2 separate regions of the Sus scrofa genome follow, and region 2 is linked to region 1. The links are chromatin contacts, called in public Hi-C maps. All regions are on one chromosome and are shown on one strand. Each heading gives the region's core, a stretch centred on a gene start, on an enhancer-like site or on the middle of the called end of the contact. The rest is flanking DNA. Distances are from core to core; before and after follow the strand shown. Region 1 has its middle 250 kb from the start of HSF2. Region 2 overlaps LOC110260218 (a long non-coding RNA gene).

Region 1 (4,987 bases), core at 900-3,399:
TAAAGAAGGTATTCCTATCAGAGGGCTTCAGTTTTCTTTGTGAAGCAGGAGGAAAGTCAGCAGATGAACACAAGAGAAGAGGATGGGACAGAACATGAGACACCAGTGTTGGAGATGAGGAAAGTGAACACTGGGGAATTTCATAGGACTGGAGGGTAGTGTTGAGTGCCCATATGAGAAATACTGTGAATTTAAAGTAAAACCATTTAGCGAGTTGTGAATTTTTTCTCCAGCAATGTTCAATTACTTTAACTAGGAGTAACTGGATAGCTAATCAGGGTGCTGGAGTTGTCAAAACAAACAGATTGGACAAAGTGAGAGAGAAGCAGGGATGTTGAGTGTCTGCACAACCATCATCTCTCCCTAATGTCATCAGAGTAAAACAATTACTAAGGACCTTCTCTTTGAAATCCACTGCTAAATACAGTATTAATGGAACTCATGGAGTTCCCCAGTGGCTTAGTGGATTAAGGATCCGGCATTGTCACTGCTGTGGCTCAGGTTGTCACTGCGGTATGGGTTTGATCCCTGACCCAGGAACTTCCATATACCATGGAACCTCCCCCCCCCCCAAAAAAAGAGAGAGATAAATGTCCTTCTTTAAAAAAAAGAAAATAAAGAATGGAACTCATTTTTCCAGAGGTTATGGCTACATGTCCATAACCTCCACAGTTTTCAATGGAAAGAGGAAAACACAGTGGTCTGCTGCCTTGAAAATTCTGCCTGGCTTTTAGATTCCACTTCCTTGTATTTTCAGCCATCATCTGACCATAAACCGCTATATCACATATTTCTTTTTCTAGTGAGATATTGAGAAATTATCTGTCACCCTGCTCAGATAAAAACTTGGTTGCTATGTATTTGTTGAGCCTCACACAATTCCTGATCAAGAGAGAGTTGGCCCCTTTTTCATGGTGACAGGAATCAGTGTGAGAAAATTTCAGATACTAAAGATTTGATAGGGGCTAGAGCATCATGACCAACCAAATCATGATGGTGTCCTCATCAAATAGTACTTATCCTCTAAAAGGCTCACTGTAAGGTCACTGCACTTCTGATCTAAACCAGCAGAGAGGGATTCTCTGCAGGCTGGTGATCTATCTTTAGCGCTCACTGGAGTTCTTGGCTCTTCTAAAGCTCATCATGTGAAATGTTTCAGTCATCTTTGACAATGTTATCACCTAACATGCACATGAGATCTACTTAACACCACTAGTCAGTCGGAAAATATAGTACCGGGCTCTAAGATCAGTTGCTCTAGACTGAAAATCTATCTCGACCACAACCAGAATGACAACAGGGATTTGCTCATCTAGTTAGTTTTCTTCCATAGCTTCATTTGGTGATTGGTAACTATAAGTACCAACATTTATAATGGTATACTGAAAACCATTCCAAGTTTTTTATATTGATTACTCATTTAATCCTTGCCACAACCTTACATGGTAGGTACTATCATCATTTCTATTTTAAAGGTAAGGAAACAGAGTCACAGATGGAGTAAGTAACCTGCTCAAGGTGAAGGAAATATGTATCAGAGCTCAGATTTGAACCCTTGTATCCTGGCATCAGGAGGTAGAAATAATCACATGATATGGCCCCAATAATTAACTGGGCTTAAATAGAAATAGTTAACTTATTAGATTTTGTCACCCTGTTTCTACTAAAATTTTATTCCAGAAAACCCTATAATTAAATTATTTTTAGTCTGATCATTTAACTTGAGAAAGCTGTGTTTGCATGAAAAAGAATCAGTCTAGTTGACCTAACAGAATTCCCTAAATTCTCCTTTCTAAATGATAGCCAGAAAAAATGTAAGTTCGAACCATATAAAATTGCTTTTATTTTACTTCTTTGACTAACAGAACAGGCAATTTTGTGTGGCTCAACTTAATACAAAGGGGAAGCTACAAATTCATATTCAGTCTAGCTGTCTTTTTATTTAGCATCATGATGATTTTCACTGCCATTCACGATCTCTTTCTTGGCATCCCTCATGTCAGGTAAAACTACTATCTCTTGGTGACAGAGAACAAGTCAGGGCCAGGGGCCTAGACTGTAACTGGGGGATAAAATCATTTCTTATAAGATAGAACTTGGCCTCTGATGTCTGAAGAGTCCTAACCTTGGCCTCATTCGCCCTGGGAGCTCTTCAGTACAAGTGCTTAATAATGTGAGATGTGACTTGCCTATGAAAGTAGATTCAACCCAAGCCTTTATTATTTTACTTCTTTTCAAAGAAACTCCTCTTGAAACCTAACAGCAAAAGAGGCACATTTTCTGATTGAAAAGTTAATTAGTTATAATAGTTCAGAGAATGCCGTAAAACACTCAGAAACCATAACACCTACAACATGCTAAAATCCTCATTTCTTCCACAGGATTTTTCAATGCTAAAAACAGCATCAGTGCCAGTATTCCTGGCAAAAACATTGCTAATTGATAATCAGAAGAATCCAGCTAATGTGTTTACTGAGTGTGAACAAGAAAGGTTGTCACATTCAGAAGTTCCAAAATAGTTTTCTTTCTTTAGAAAATGCGTACCTTCCCAGGACATGCAGCAGCTCTCTCATGTGATTTAGTCTGTGTCACTGGCCCCAGCTGATTCAGAACAGAGGTGACTTCTGGGCTATTGCAAGTGCCATTTTCTGTACTTGGCAATGGTGGCAGTCTGGATGTCCTCATCACGTGAAAAGGTTGACAGCACAGTCATTTTAAAATTTGCCCAGAAACCCTATAGAAGGTATGAAAGGTGGCACCCAGAAGATAAATGGTAGGATCAGGGAATAGGAACGTGGTTGTTATCGCTGACACAGACCATTCTTCCTGTCGCCAAGATATCACCAACACGTCTTTCACTGTGAGGTGATAGGTTTGGGAGATACAAATAAGAGCATATAATTTTTATCCACTTCAGAAGGAGATAGGCACAAACACCTAAAAATGACACTCTAATACAAGGCCAACTCTAGAAGAGCGAATGACACTTGGTTTTATAATGCCATCTTCCCAAGTTTCTAATGGCCATTTAAACAAATTTGTGTTGTTAGACAAAAAGATGTATAATCTTATAAGCATTTTGGAAGCAGTCTTTTTCAGCCATAATATATTAATATATCACACTGGAAAAATTGTCTACAACTAGAGTGATGAAAAGAAAGTAGGAAACAAGCTTCTAATAGTTGGAAGAAAGTACACTTTCTTCATAACACTGAAAATAGTCCTGCTCTTGGCAGGAGCTTGGATACCCTATAATCCAATTGCCTTCTCTTTAGAAATAAGGAAACTGAGCCCAGAAAAGCTAAGCAATATATACATTTTAAAGAGCATTTTATTAAAACTCAATAGAGGAGTTCCCTTGTGCCACAGCAGGATAAGGATCCTGCTTATTGTCGTCCCTGAAATGGCTCAGATGTGGCATACTTGTATTTCATCCCTGGCCCAGGAACTTCCACATGCTGTGGGCGTGGCCAAAAAAATCAATAAACCTTCAATATTCTTTTAAGAATATTTTTACTCTTTTGCTTTTGACAAAATTACAGAATGTCTAAGCTACGAAAGGTTGGCTGAAAATTGAAGACTTCAGGTCTGTTTAATACTTGGAACCAGTGTGGTAGCCAGTGTGGTATATACTCAAAGTAATTCTCGGGAAAAGAGAGACACACAACTGTTTTTTACATTTCATCTTCTTCAGGCATCCCAATGAGCAAAGCTTTCAACAAAATGATAGACATTGAGACAGTTTATTATGGAAAAAAAAAATGCTTTTTGAGTCATAAGAGTCTGTTCCAAAGAGTTAGGGCTACTTGGTGTGAGATACATTCTGCCTTAGCCTCATTTTACAAAATTATAAAATGTGTTTAATACTTCCTGACCTGTTGTAAAGTCCTTCAAAGCTAGATTTAAGCCTTGAACCAAATTATTCTCATGATTGTGCATGCATTTTAAACATACGTATGTATTTACCAAAAATAACATTTTAAAATTCTATTTTAAATGGTAAAATTAAATTGCATAAAAATTAAATTTAAAAGTAAATATAAATAATAATAAAGATTTAAAGGTTATTTAGAAGTTAGATAAGACACTATATAAAACACAATATATTATGCAAAACATATGGTAAATATTTACTGTCTTTATTCATTAATATATTCAATAAATACTTAAATCCTATTCTCTGTAAACCCAGTATTTTGGTGGGGTTTTTTTGAGTAATAAAGCAATAAATTTTACACAAATCCTATCTTGAGGGGCTGTTAGTATTTACGTCCTCAATAAGATGGAAAAGTGGTATGATTACAGACGAAAGGCTAAGTTCCTTTTATTGAGTTTTAATAAAATGCCGGGAGTTCCCATCATGGCGCAGTGGTTAACGAATCCGACTAGGAACCGAGGTTGCGGGTTCGATCCCTGCCCTTACTCAGTGGGTTATGGATCCTGCATTGCCGTGAGCTGTGGTGTAGGTCGCAGACGCGGCTCGGATCCCGCATTACTGTGGTTGTGGTGTAGGCCAGCAGCAACAGCTCTGATTGGACCCCTAGCCTGGGAACCTCCATATGCCACGGGAGCGGCCCAAGAAATGGCAAAAAGACAAAAAATAAATAAAAATTAAAATAAATAAATAAAATGCCAAATTCAAAGGCTAAGTTTGAATTTTAGGACCTCACACACAAGTTTACTTTGTCACAGGTTTTTCCAAGATATTTAATGGCATTTAATCCTGTTCTCACAACAACGATCCTATTCAGCAAATCATTCTTTACTTGTTTGATTTTTAAAAACCTCTATTCTATTAGGGAAAATAATTTATTAAAACTTTGGATCTCTTTATTATAAAAATCATTAACAAATCCACTGAACTCTATGTCATCCTGCTTTTTATGCCTTTCGCATACAATTTGCAGCTATACTCTAGCAACCATGAAAATCACTATAATTTTTAAATGTAAATGAAGACTATTTTGATTAAACAGAGTAAATATTT
Region 2 (4,987 bases), core at 1,542-4,041, 200 kb before region 1:
TCAAAGAGACAAAAGTAAAAGAGTAAAAAAGTAGATAACTTGTGATTTATTATTCAATTTAGTGCAATTTCTAGCATGTCCTTTTATTGTGGATTCACTGTAGGCTGAGCACAATTTCTAAGCCTCTTATTTTTTTAAGCCCTAGTTTTAATTAATTATTTAATTGTTTTTTAGGGCTGGCACATGGAAGTTTCCAGGCTGGAGGTCGAATCGAAGCCACAGCTGCTGGCCTGCACCACAGCCACAGCAATGTGGGATCCAAGCTGTGTCTGCAACCTACACCACAGCTCTCAGCAACGCTAGATCCCCAACCCACTGAGCAAGGCCAGGGATCTTACCTGCATCCTCATGGATACTAGTCAGATTCGTTTCCTCTGTGTCATAACAGGAACTCCTTGAGCGTTAGTTTTAAACATCCATAATTTCAACTATCAGCTCTTTAGGGTTTTGAGGGGAAGAACTGACCCACATGGCTCAACCCACATAAGAAGGGGTTATACCAGAATCAATTATTCCACCATTTTTTTTAAGGCATCTACTAATGTTCAGTACATTGCTTTGGGCTAATTACAAAGGGGAATGCCTAAATGTGGTTCAAAGTATTCCATTTATATATACATATTTTTTTCCCCGGCAGGGGCTCACCTGATTGAAAACCATACTTGTGTTCATTTTTTCCCAGCTCACGAAAAGACCCATCTAGGTAAGGATTGTTTTAATTGTATCACAGTGAAATTCATCCCAGGAATACTGGGATTCACAGGGCAGTACGGCAGGTGCTATGAGTGGAATTCCTGCTGACGAGCCAGATCTCCGTACCACACAGTAAAAAGAAGGGTTGAGATTCAAGCCTGGATCTGTGTTATTTCAAACAGCCGTTTGTTAGCTCTCACTGTTTACTGCCAGTACCACAAGGGAGGTCACAAACACAAACATGCTTGAAGATGGATCATCCACAAGAGTAACAATCACTTATTTTAAGACAGAAAAACTGTGTTATATTCCCAGAAAATTGTTAACCTCTGCATTTATGGTTAAACTGAACAAGGCTGAAGACCACTGAGACCAGGATGTCCTCCTAAAACAAACTAAAACCTTGCCTTTCAGAATCAGAGACACTTGGCAATCCTAACTTAGCCACATGTGTTCCTTTCTTACATATGTGGCAGCAAACAGATGTGCAGACACTGCAAAGCACAGAAGAGCTTGTATTGGAGACTGCTTTGTCCCAAACTTGACTTTTAAGTTCTCTAGGGAAATATTAAGTCCTTGAAGTTATATACAGTTTTAGCAAGAACTCAAGGAATGTTCTTATTTTTTAAACTAATGGACAGTTATTAAGAAGCACAATGCAGCCCAAATATATTTACTTTAACTGAAAATGTACTAAAATCATTGGATTCAGATTTTCCTTACTCCAAGGGTGATTATACAGAGTTTAGCTTGGGCTTAGGGGTGAGGGAGTGTATGTTGAAGAACTCACCTATATCAACGCTTGTTCTCATCTCAGTTTCTCTGAAAAGTTGGGGTAATAATATTTCTGAACTCTGTTGTAAGAGGTAGTAGATGATCCATGAAACATACTCAGAACTATGCCTGCTCAGAGCTTGCAGGTAAGAATATTAGCAATTCAACACTGGAACAGGTTAGTCAACAGAATCTTGTGAACATATATTTTTCTAATTTTTAATGGATTTTGAATAATATGTCCTTTCATCTTGCAGTACACGATTGAACATTTAAGAAAAAACCTAAATCATACTTAACTCAGAACCATAGTTCCCAGACTTTCATCTTACTGCTCTTTCTGGCACACTTAGTCTTCATGATTTAATTCAACATTAAGAGCTCTTTCATGCTCGCTCTTGTTTTACAATTGCCAAGTCACTTAAAGTATTAATCATATGCCTTTATTATGTTTATTAGCTTTGTATCTCTGTGATCTCTTAGTATGAAGATTTTTTTCCTCTGTCATTTTAATAATCTATCCAAACTCCGAATCACAAGTTTAAAACTATAAAATTGACATGATCAAGTACAGAAAGAAGAAAGCCATTAAGCCAAATGAGCATTAACAAATGGCTCTAAATCCCCATGCTGCCCTGTAGTCAGTGTGACCTTGAGTAAATCACTCATGATTCCTTAGTTTAGCTTCCTCATCTGTAAAATAAAGATCATAATATCTGTCAGACCTTCCTCCAAGGGCACTGTGAAGTAAGATATTATATGTGAAAGCCCTCTATAAACTCTATAGTCTGGGAGTTTGAGAGCTTGTTTATCCAAAACTTCATGGTGAGGTAAGTGAAAGCCCTCTATAAGCTGTATGGTGCATTTGCTACACGTGACATTGCATGAGAGCTTATTTATTTAATTCTTCACAATGGAGGCACTTTGGTGTGATTTGGGGTTTTGCACTGTTGTAGAGGCTTTCTAAGAATGATAGCACACAACACTAAGCAGAATCTAATAAAGATTCAATCAGTGGTTTCACGGGTTGTACTGTAGGTGTCCAGAGAAGGAAATGAGACCTGGGGACTGGCTGGGCTCTTTAGAAAACATCTACAGAGAGGTGCGTTTTTTACTTTACCATTGAATATTGGGTAAGATTGAAATAAACCGAGGACAGAAGTGAGGGGGTTCCAGATGGAGGAACAACTTGAGAGAAGATCCAGAGTAACAGTATATGGAAGCAGAAGAGCACAGAGGCTGAACAATGGACTGATTTGGATGCAGCGATCCCTTCCTGTAGAAAGCAGTGGGAGATGAAACTGGTGAGAGTGAGGGAGTCTCAATGGAATGCCGAAAGAATGATGCGCTTTGTTTACACAGCACATTTAAAAGGAAGGCCACTGAAGGGTTTTAGAGCAGGAAGAGTGATGTGGTAAAAACTGTGAATTCTAGCTTCAGACAAACCAATTTCGAATCCAAATTGGCCTCTTAGCCAATATTTTCTTAGGCAACATTTACTGGACGTGCATGGTGCAGTGGGAAAAGTGTGGGTCTCGGAGTCAAGGGAGGGCCTTTGGAATGTGAGGTCTCTTTTTTGGACCTACCTTTCAGCCAGCGTGGCTGGCAAAGCCATCGTCTTTTATCCTGGCTCTTTCTCACCACTTCTGGAACCATTTCTGCCACTTTTTATTTCATCGAATTTCTATCAGTGTTCTTCTAGGTTACGAGTGCAAAACAGGTTACAACATGTTTTCTCCTAAAAGCCCTCAGAAAAGTTTCAAACTACCCTGCCTGCTATTAATTCTTTTTCCATTCCACTATTGCTCAATCTCCTTTAGTTGATCACATTGCCTTTCAGCAGAGAGTATTACTACATCACAATTAGAAGCATATGATTAGATTTTAATGACCATTTCCTGTCCAGATTCATCATTAAAAGGGCCTTTGTCACTAACAAATTCTAACTCATATTTAATGCTATTTTAACATCACATGTGTTTTCATTATTTAAAATTATCTTAAGTCAGGCTTATGCAGTGAGTTTGAAAATCATCTTTGCATCTACAGAGGCTTATATCAATCACATCTTTGGCGAGAAAGAAAAATACTCAGTTCTGAAGCTATTGGTGTGTCCCCTATTGATTATTAAGGTACTGACATGCTAGCAGCAAGATTTTTCTTTCCTTTTCTTCCATTTTTTTAACTAGGGAAAATAAAATCATTCTACCCCTCAACTCTCCTTTTTCAAAACTGGAAAACAGGAATGAACTTAAGTTTTCACCTAGTCTTTGATTTTTATCTCGGCTTCTAGAGAGGGGTAGAAACCTGACAAATGTAGATTTGGAATGAACATTATTTAAATCACTCTCCACAAAACCTAACTAGTAGACAAAGGACATATCTGTGCCAACTGCTAAGTCAACGGGAGGACTACACAGAGGGTCAACAAAGTTATCAACAAGGTATCCATCCCACTGAAGGATGAAGTGAAAATATGGGTAGTCTAACATGGCCACCCTAGAAAAACAAGGATCACAATTTCTAAGTTTCTATTTATTTCTCTTGCATAGACATGGGATATGACTTGAGGTAAGCTGTCTTACCTTCAAGAATGTGTTCATATTTTACTTTTCACATTGTAAAATGATATAGACACTCTATGTCCCAAATAATAATGATCTCTCTAGGGAGCAAACATTAAACAATGGTAAAAATGCCTGATGGTGATTTATGAGACTGGAAAGCTTGAAAATCTCATTGCCATCTCAGTTTTAAATTGTTATAAAATAAGAACAGGCTTGGAACACTGTTACGATGTATTTATTCCCTATGCCTGCACATCAGTAACATCTTACAAATATAAAGTGATGTTTTCAAGATAGTTTTTTAGGGTGTTTACTTTCTAGTTTATTATTGTTACACTTGAAATGTTCAGAGGTGAAATTATCTGGAACTAAACATCAAGATGGTCAATATATTTTCCTGGCTTTTCAGATAGCTTAGGTGTGGTCTATTGTGATCACTCTTTGGAGAATTATGTAGACAAGCCCACTCCTTTTCAGATAGAAATTTGAAATAATTAAAAGGGATTTTTATAAAACAACTTGTTCTTATTAAGAAAATCAGAATTCATTACTGAAGTAATGGGATGAGAAAAACCTAAAAATTTTTCTTGCCACTTTTTGAAAGTTATGCTTTCATAAATTACATTTTCAAAGCCAGCACTTCTCCCAGGTGATGAAACAAACTGAAAACTGAATGTTTTAAATCAAAGAAAGCATGCTTGTGCTAGAGAGAGGGAAGGAAGACGTATTACGCTTTAGAACTATTCTTCATTTCAAGTACAGTTATGAATTATCATCTTTCAAAGTTAAGAAGTAATTAATATGTGCACAATATCAGCTGTGTACACGTCTATGGTGTTAATCCAGTGACACACAAGATACGGTCACTGGTTATAACCAAAAGGGAGAAATAAATGAATGTGTATATTTGCCTGTACCTGGGCAAGAGTATGAGAATGGATATGTAAATATCA

Evidence for each region. Hi-C and Micro-C count contacts between places; a contact is called where the count stands out from the background.
Region 2: a contact with region 1 is called in a Hi-C map of heart right ventricle, with 6 times the contacts expected there. The contact joins two enhancer-like sites. A contact is called at or near these places in 2 of 47 Hi-C or Micro-C datasets (fetal heart ventricle and heart right ventricle).

What each region holds. Positions count from the first base shown.
Region 1 is chr1:40,427,608-40,432,594 of Sscrofa11.1, reverse strand. No RefSeq gene overlaps it. Among named protein-coding and RNA genes, the nearest start is that of HSF2, 250 kb to the right of the region's middle. Within about 2 kb of position 2,149, at least 4 of the 83 cell types and tissues checked have an H3K27ac peak or open chromatin away from gene starts, as enhancers often do.
Region 2 is chr1:40,625,880-40,630,866 of Sscrofa11.1, reverse strand. The region is part of intron 1 of LOC110260218 (a long non-coding RNA gene); the gene reads right to left. Among named protein-coding and RNA genes, the nearest start is that of GJA1, 370 kb to the left of the region's middle. Within about 2 kb of position 2,791, at least 11 of the 83 cell types and tissues checked have an H3K27ac peak or open chromatin away from gene starts, as enhancers often do.